Regions from separate parts of the Zea mays genome. Here region 2 is linked to region 1. The links are chromatin contacts, called in public Hi-C maps. All regions are on one chromosome and are shown on one strand. Each heading gives the region's core, a stretch centred on a gene start, on an enhancer-like site or on the middle of the called end of the contact. The rest is flanking DNA. Distances are from core to core; before and after follow the strand shown. Region 1 holds the start of LOC100273416 (plant/F20M13-60 protein). Region 2 holds the start of LOC100274388.

Evidence for each region. Hi-C and Micro-C count contacts between places; a contact is called where the count stands out from the background.
Region 2: a contact with region 1 is called in a Hi-C map of leaf, with 5 times the contacts expected there. The contact joins the promoter of LOC100274388 here to the promoter of LOC100273416 in region 1. A contact is called at or near these places in 9 of 25 Hi-C or Micro-C datasets (bundle sheath, ear, endosperm and 4 more).

Annotation. Positions count from the first base shown.
Region 1 is chr5:63,925,972-63,929,567 of Zm-B73-REFERENCE-NAM-5.0, forward strand. LOC100273416 (plant/F20M13-60 protein) reads right to left here and starts at 2,283. Exons shown (of 7, transcript NM_001147853.1): 1 at 2,158-2,283; 2 at 1,884-2,060. The coding sequence starts at 2,176.
Region 2 is chr5:64,082,421-64,086,081 of Zm-B73-REFERENCE-NAM-5.0, forward strand. It overlaps LOC100274388, which reads left to right and starts at 2,256. Exons shown (of 4, transcript NM_001148748.1): 1 at 2,256-2,932; 2 at 3,092-3,262; 3 at 3,342-3,512; 4 at 3,626-3,661. The coding sequence starts at 2,375. It overlaps LOC103626462 (serine/threonine-protein kinase ATR), which reads right to left. Exons shown (of 17, transcript XR_002262295.2): 16 at 1,109-1,403; 17 at 585-997.

The sequences.
Region 1 (3,596 bases), core at 1,033-3,532:
TCGTCAATTCATTACAGAAATTAAATAAAGTATTAGAAGAAGTATAATTATTGTGTGCAGTAAACATCCCAAGAGTACCGGTCTGCATTCCAAGCCTGATACCTCTCCTTAAGGATATGCCCAGGAGGTGTCTGCCCCCAAGACGGCAAATTTCCCCTCATTCTCTACGGCGATGACCACATCGGGTCCGAATGGGGAAGGCGAACATGGTCAAACAACCAGGAAAACCCTACCTCAGAAAAGCTTGATAGAATTCCTGTGTCAAAAGATTGGGAAGACATTTTCCCACAAGCTGTGATGAAGATTTCGCAGAGAAATTTCCGGCCATAACCATTTGCTGGTGACAGATGGTAAATGTGAAAATTTGCCTTTTATCCGGTTTAGGTTTGACCTCAATTGGCTGAATAACCCCGATTCTTCTTAAAGAAATAGAAAGAATTTGGTTGATACCTTGCAGGGCCGAAATAGCCCTAGACAAGATTCAACAAAAGTTCAAGTTGATTAAACATATTTTTAAAGGATGGGGATTTAACCTGCAAGGAGAACTGAGGGAAAAAAAGAAAAGAAAAGCTAATCAAATTGAACTACCAGAACTGGGAAAAAAATTAGAAGGCACAGGGTTCAATGCCCACCAGTTACAAAGAAAATCCTAACTGTTATGTGAAAATTTTAAAAGTTTAGAACAAGAACTTTACTGGTTTGAGAAGAGTCATGCACTTCTTGAATGGTGGAGAACGTTATGCACTAAGGTCTCTGGAATTGCAAGGGATGACCTCAATTCTCTAGTCATTTTGGGAGTTTGGACCTTATGGAAGCAGCGCAATGGCTGTGTATTTGACAATAAGAGCCCCAGTATTGCTGATGCTATCAGAAGAGTTGGGTTGGAGGTTGACCTTTGAGAGATGGCTGGTGCAAAGTTGTCTTTGCTCACCGCCCCCATTTCGGGCCTCCCTGCTAGTTAGCTAGCATTGTGGTAGTTCTTGTTAGTTTGCTTTAGTCATGGATGAGTTTCTGTATGCCTGTTACTGGCCGCCGTAGGGGCCCCCAGTTGTTTTCTTGTATCTGTCCCTCTTCTTTAATATAATATCGCGCAGTTCTCCTGCGCTTTCAAGAAGAAGAAAAAAAAGAGTCATGAAACATGGCTGCTTAAGGCCTTGTTCGTTTGGGTCGGATTACACCCGGAATCGTTCCAGCTAATCAAAGTTTATATAAATTAGAGAAGAAATCCGGTTAGGAATCGTTCCGACCCAGCAATCCAGCACAAACGAACAAGGTCTAAAGGGGATCTTAACACAGATCCCCCCCCCTAAGTGTGCTAGTGGTGTAAAGAAAAAGAACACTATTTAAAATCTTGAAAAAAGATAGCATTGTGATTGAAGGAGAATAAAACCTACTGTATCATGCAACTGAATACTATGCTGTACTTTTTTTTTCTAGATAAGATCTAGCCATTTTCAGGTGGTTCTGGTTTTTTTCTATCTCTATGCCCGAACATCTGTATTTCCGTTATGATCTAATGGAAATGGTGTTTCCTCGTGCGGAAATATAATTATGGTGTCCATAAGCAAGTAAGAAGTGATGAACATTAGCTGTAGCTCAGAAGCAAGACATCTTAACGCATGATTGCACACTGTAGTTGTCAGATACTGCTTCCAGTCGTGAAGAATGTGGATAGCATAACCGGGTGGTCCTGTTACTACTTGAGTTAACTGACTCCCAAGGCAATGTAGGCAGGCAGGCAAGCTTGCTCTACCGACGCATCATCAAGCTCAAGGCATTTGGGCATTGCAAAGAAGAAGTTGGGAAGCCATAGTGATAGAGTATAATGCCAGCAGAAGAGGTAAGCAAATCACAGTGGATCTATAGGCAACCGCGGGGCTGACCTGAGAGGAATGCGACGCGGGAGCTGCATGGCCGGAGGTGGAAGGCGAGCGCGACGAGCCCGAGCATGGCCCAGGCGGTGGCCGACACGAGCACCAGCCGCACGGCGCCCCTGCGGGACACCATCCGCATCGCCGCCGCGTCCGCCTTCGACGCCGCGTCCGTGACGCTGCCGCTGCCTGAGACAACCGAACCGAACCCTCAGATCCGAACAGGGAGAGCGAGCGCAGCGCCAATTGACTAGATCGGGTCGTGTCGGGTCCGTTCAGTGCCTACCTCTGCTTCGCCTCGCCATTCCCTCCGCCGGCCGCCGCGCCGCCCCGTGCGAGGCGAGGGCGTGGGTGACGTCAGGCCTACGCCTTATAGGGACGCCACCGTGACTGAGTGTGCAGGCAAGCTAACTCCATTCCACCTGGAGATGGAGTTGGTGCAGCCTGGAAGATCACAGTTTACAATTATAAATGGTAGAGGTAGTTTCACACAATTTTAAATCCATTAAATTTCCTAAAAATCTTGCACATACACGTATGAAGGAAGCATAGCAACAAGTCGTGCTTCAAAATGCATTTGTCATCGCACCTCCATGTGTTTCGGAAGAATCGGAGATCATTTTTCCCAGCTTAAAGCATTTGATCCTGTCACAAAATAAAGTTAAAAGATGTATACTAGCGGTATAACCGTGCGTTGCTACGGAGTTAAGATGTATACTCCGCCATAAAAAACAAACTATCACGACGTTTTTATGCAGAAGCAATGGAGAAAAATAGTGCAACAATAACATATGAATAGTCTTGCACACGTTTTTAATATAAGCACTGTCATGTCGTGTATAGTTGATAGTTAGGTGCCTGTGCATTGCAACATAATACAAAATATTCGATAAAATGTTAGTGTACAATAAATCAACGATTACATGAAAACGAACAACATATATGTTATAATCGATCTCAACAGCTAAGTAATAACTTGGGTTGGTTGTGCATGACTGTTTAAGGCTTTTCCCGAAGGTTCAGATTTTTTTCATGGCCTAGAAATGCATAGATATAGAGAGACAATGAGCTTGGATAAAAACATTGCGATTCTAGAGAAAAAAATATGCATAGCAAGAAAATACCCAAATATTGACCATTTCCTCCTAATAGTCTGTCGATGGCCTGACCATGAGGCCTCAATGGAATACATGATGTCAATTCAACAAAACATAATTTTAAATCTAGCTAATATTGTTCTAGTAAGAAAAACTTACAATCAAACAGATGCTTCTGCAGCATTAAAATTTAGAATGCCATCAAGTTACTATAGTTCTACTCAACCTGGTTGTTACTTATCTAGATGTTAGTCTAGATTGAATAGAAGCATTGTGCACATTGTTCATTGATGATGTGAAGTTATAGGCATAGGATCCAAAAGCATGGAGCCCATTTAGTACACTCAAGAAGAATAAGCTAATTTTGACATATTCAGCATAAAACAAGAACCACAAATGATGTATGAACTCTTCTTGGTGTATATCCTCCTCATCAAAATTGAATCATTAGCTTAGAACTCAGCTCCCAGTATGCTTCAGAATATGGAAATCTCTCCATCACAGGCAGAGCAATGTCGCCGGGATACAAACATCTAGAAGAACCGATAATTACGCTGCACAAATACATTGATGGTTAGTCTTGACAAATAGAATATTAGTAAATAAAATTTTAAATAAATAATTACAA
Region 2 (3,661 bases), core at 1,006-3,505, 160 kb after region 1:
GGTCATGCATGCAGATTCAGATGTGTACAGCAAGGTTGGTCACCTGCAGGATCGCCATTCTAGCTACCCGGCAGCTTCTTGCACTCACATGATGATCATATATATGATCGAAAGGATCCATCAGATACGATCCATCAGATTATTCTAGGAACTTGATTAGACTTTTTTCTGTATAGTATGCCATGCTACACCAATTTTATTACACTGATTGGTATGCTGCTGAGCTGTGAGAGTGCACACACACAGGGACAGAATCACAGGTTGTCCTACCCCCCAAACTCAGAAAGGCCATCACATGAGGAAGAGAGAGAGAGAGAGAGAGAGAGAGAGAGAGAGAGAGAGAGAGAGAGAGAGAGAGAGAGAGAGAGAGAGAGAGAGAGAGAGAGAGAGAGAGAGATGAGCAGGGGAAACTGACACGGCCGCTGTCCACCAAAGCCGTTTTCGATTCAGACGCAGTGGGTCAAACCTGCGGGGGGCCCCTCACACCAACGGGATCTTCTGAGACCGGGTTTTTGATTTGATCTGATCTGATCTGGTCTGGTCCCAGCCTAATCATGCTCTCAACTAGGCGTATTTTCCAAGCGGAATAAAGATCTGGTCACGTTCAAATACCATCTCCTTGCAGTTTAGAACCAGAACATTATTGCTTCTGCTATATACATATGTAGGATCAGGAACACGTAACATGTAGCAGCAGTTGCAAGAGTGTATACACGACTGCTCCTAGTACGTAGCGACTAAAGAAAATGTTTGTCACAGAAATCAATCCACTCCGTTTCATTGCATTCAGCTGGCATGACAATGAGGAGGCAGAGAAGGGGGGAACTTGGACACGTGGTTTTCATCATCCTCCTCATCCTTCCTCCACCCCTATATATGCAACAGGAATTCCATCTTTCCGGCAGGTACTGTTTGTGTTTGGGCAATAAAAAGAACCTTGCTGCAGCTAGCATCAGCAGCATGACCCAACACAGCACCACAACATATAGAATTAGCCCTGCAACCAGATGAACAGAGAGATCACAAGTGATCGGTGAAATATACGATATTTATAATCTGTCAGTCAGTGCAACCATGCCATGCATGCATCGTATCCAGCGAGAGGTACCTGGGCTGTAGAAGGGGAAGCAAAATCACGGGCCTCATTCCGCGCGAGGGTTCATGTATGTCACTCACTCACCAAAGTTTGGGATGGTGGGTGGGGTGTGGACAAGAGTTTCTGTGTGTGCAGACTATTCTGTCCTACGTACCCAGACCTGCCTCTGAATCCCCTGTGCCTCAAGAGTCATGAGGGGTTGAGCCTTTCAAAGTCTGTGCCGTGCAGAAAGATGGTTTTGGACCCTTGCTTGCTGCTACTGACTCACTTCCTCCTCCTTCACAGTCACAGCGTATGTGTGTGTTATCTGCTGCACAAAGAAACAAGCCTTACGCTTAGCTTCATGATGATACTATGTAGGAGTACCAGAACCAGATACGTAACGAAGAAAAAAATAAAACTGTGCGTGTTTTTCCATACTGGTGCTGCGGGACACGTATTTCAAACATTCGCTACGCGATGGTGATGTATCATGGAAAGGAAAAGACGGTATCATCTGTGTCATTCTTTCTTTCTTTTTCCCCCTAAATCAAAGAACAGAATCACACACAACTGGTCGGCGTACGACTACTGGTGTAGTTGTCGTCCTCTCGATGCCGCTGACAGCAATTAGCATACATTTATTTATGTGCATCACCATCAGTCACCATAGCAGTACCTCTTTGCCTATTCCTTCCTTCATTCAGTCGTACGTGGCACTAATTACACACTATGACACTAGTACGACTAAAGTAGTACACGTACTGACCAAGGGCATCGGCACACAACACAACTGATGAATGAGTGATGGGATCACAAGACAGAGCTTTACCCAGCAGGACGAATCCTGAGGCCTATCACTGTTATTCTGCCCTAGGGGGGTTCACAAGTCACAATACAACAAAAACCAGATTGGGGGCCTCTCTCTGCATTCTACTGCTACTGCCAGTACAGACCACACATGATCAATAGTGAAACCCATGGGTTCATAATTAATAAACAAACAAACGAACGAATACTGTGATACTAACACAACACAAGCATCAACTAGTCGCTCTCTCCCCTCTTCTCTAATGATACCTTAATGGCCACTGCTCACCATTTATCATGGGGAATAATTGTCCCCCTTCCATTCCCCATATATTAACCCCCCTCCCCTCACCCTCTCGCCCACCCATGGCACTGGCATCCCCCTCTCTCCCTCTCCCCACCACACCACCTCCCTCCTCACAAGCCATAGCCGCCGCCTCTTTCTGTGCTTGCCCTCTCGCCATCTTCGAGTACGACGAGAAGGCGGTGATGGAGCTGGACGAGCAGGCCTTCCTGGAGGAGATCCTCTCCCTGCGGAGGGACGCCTGGGACTGCAATGCCATGGGGGACTTCTTCGCCCCGGCCGCCATGGACTGCACCTTCCAGGACCGCCACCACCAGGCGCCCACCGTCAGCGTCCTCCCCACCTTCACCGCCTCCTACGCCCAGCCGCAGCCGCAGCCGGCGGCGGCGCCCGGCTTCGACTGCCTCAGCGAGGTCTACGGCGCCGCCGCGTTCGGCGGGCCCAATGCTGGTGACTACGGCGGCGAGATGGGGTTCCTTGACGTCGTCGAGCCCAAGGCGGCGTCGGCGGCACTGGTGGACGGCGCCGCGGGCCTCGGGGCCTGCAAGGTGGAGCCCGGCCTGGCGGAGAGCGGCGGCGCGTTCGGCGCTGGCGCTGGCGCTGCGCCGCCGCCGGCCCTGGCGTCCAAGAAGAAGAGGGTCGAGGGGATGCCGTCCAAGAACCTGATGGCCGAGCGCCGCCGCCGCAAGCGCCTCAACGACCGCCTCTCCATGCTACGCTCCGTCGTGCCCAAGATCAGCAAGGTGAGATTGAGAATGGCAAAAAAAAAAAAATCTCTCCTTTTTCCTCGGTTCTTGTGCCTCCTCGGCCAAGAAAGGACATTTGAACAGAGAAGCAATCCCTCTATATCTATATATGGCGGCTGGGCTGATGAGAAGTAAAATATGCGTGGTGGTGCGCAGATGGACCGGACGTCGATCCTGGGCGACACGATCGACTACATGAAGGAGCTGCTGGAGAGGATCAAGCTGCTGCAGGAAGAGATCGGGCAGCAGCAGGAGGAGGCGCCAGGCATGCTCAGCGTCTTCCGGGAGCTCAACCCCAACGAGATGGTGGCCAGGAACACCCCCAAGGTACGTGAAGAAGCTGCTGATGCTGCTGATGCGATTGGGGGAAATGTGAGGGCTGAGATGCTGCTGATGGCTCCTGCAGTTCGACGTGGAGCGGAAGGAGGGCGGCGACACCCGGGTGGAGATCTACTGCGCCGCCAAGCCGGGGCTGCTGCTGTCCACGGTGAGCACGCTGGACACGCTAGGGCTCGACATCCAGCAGTGCGTCGTCAGCTGCTTCAACGACTTCGGCATGCACGCCTCCTGCTCCGAGGTAGTGACCACCGCCTGTCCATTGGTTCGCTGCCATACACACACTCCTTTTGTCCTCGGATTGGATGCAAGGCAATGCGACGCAACAAGTTTGCTCCTTCAATGTTATCGCAGATGCAGAGGGAAATGATCAGCGCCGACGCGATAAAG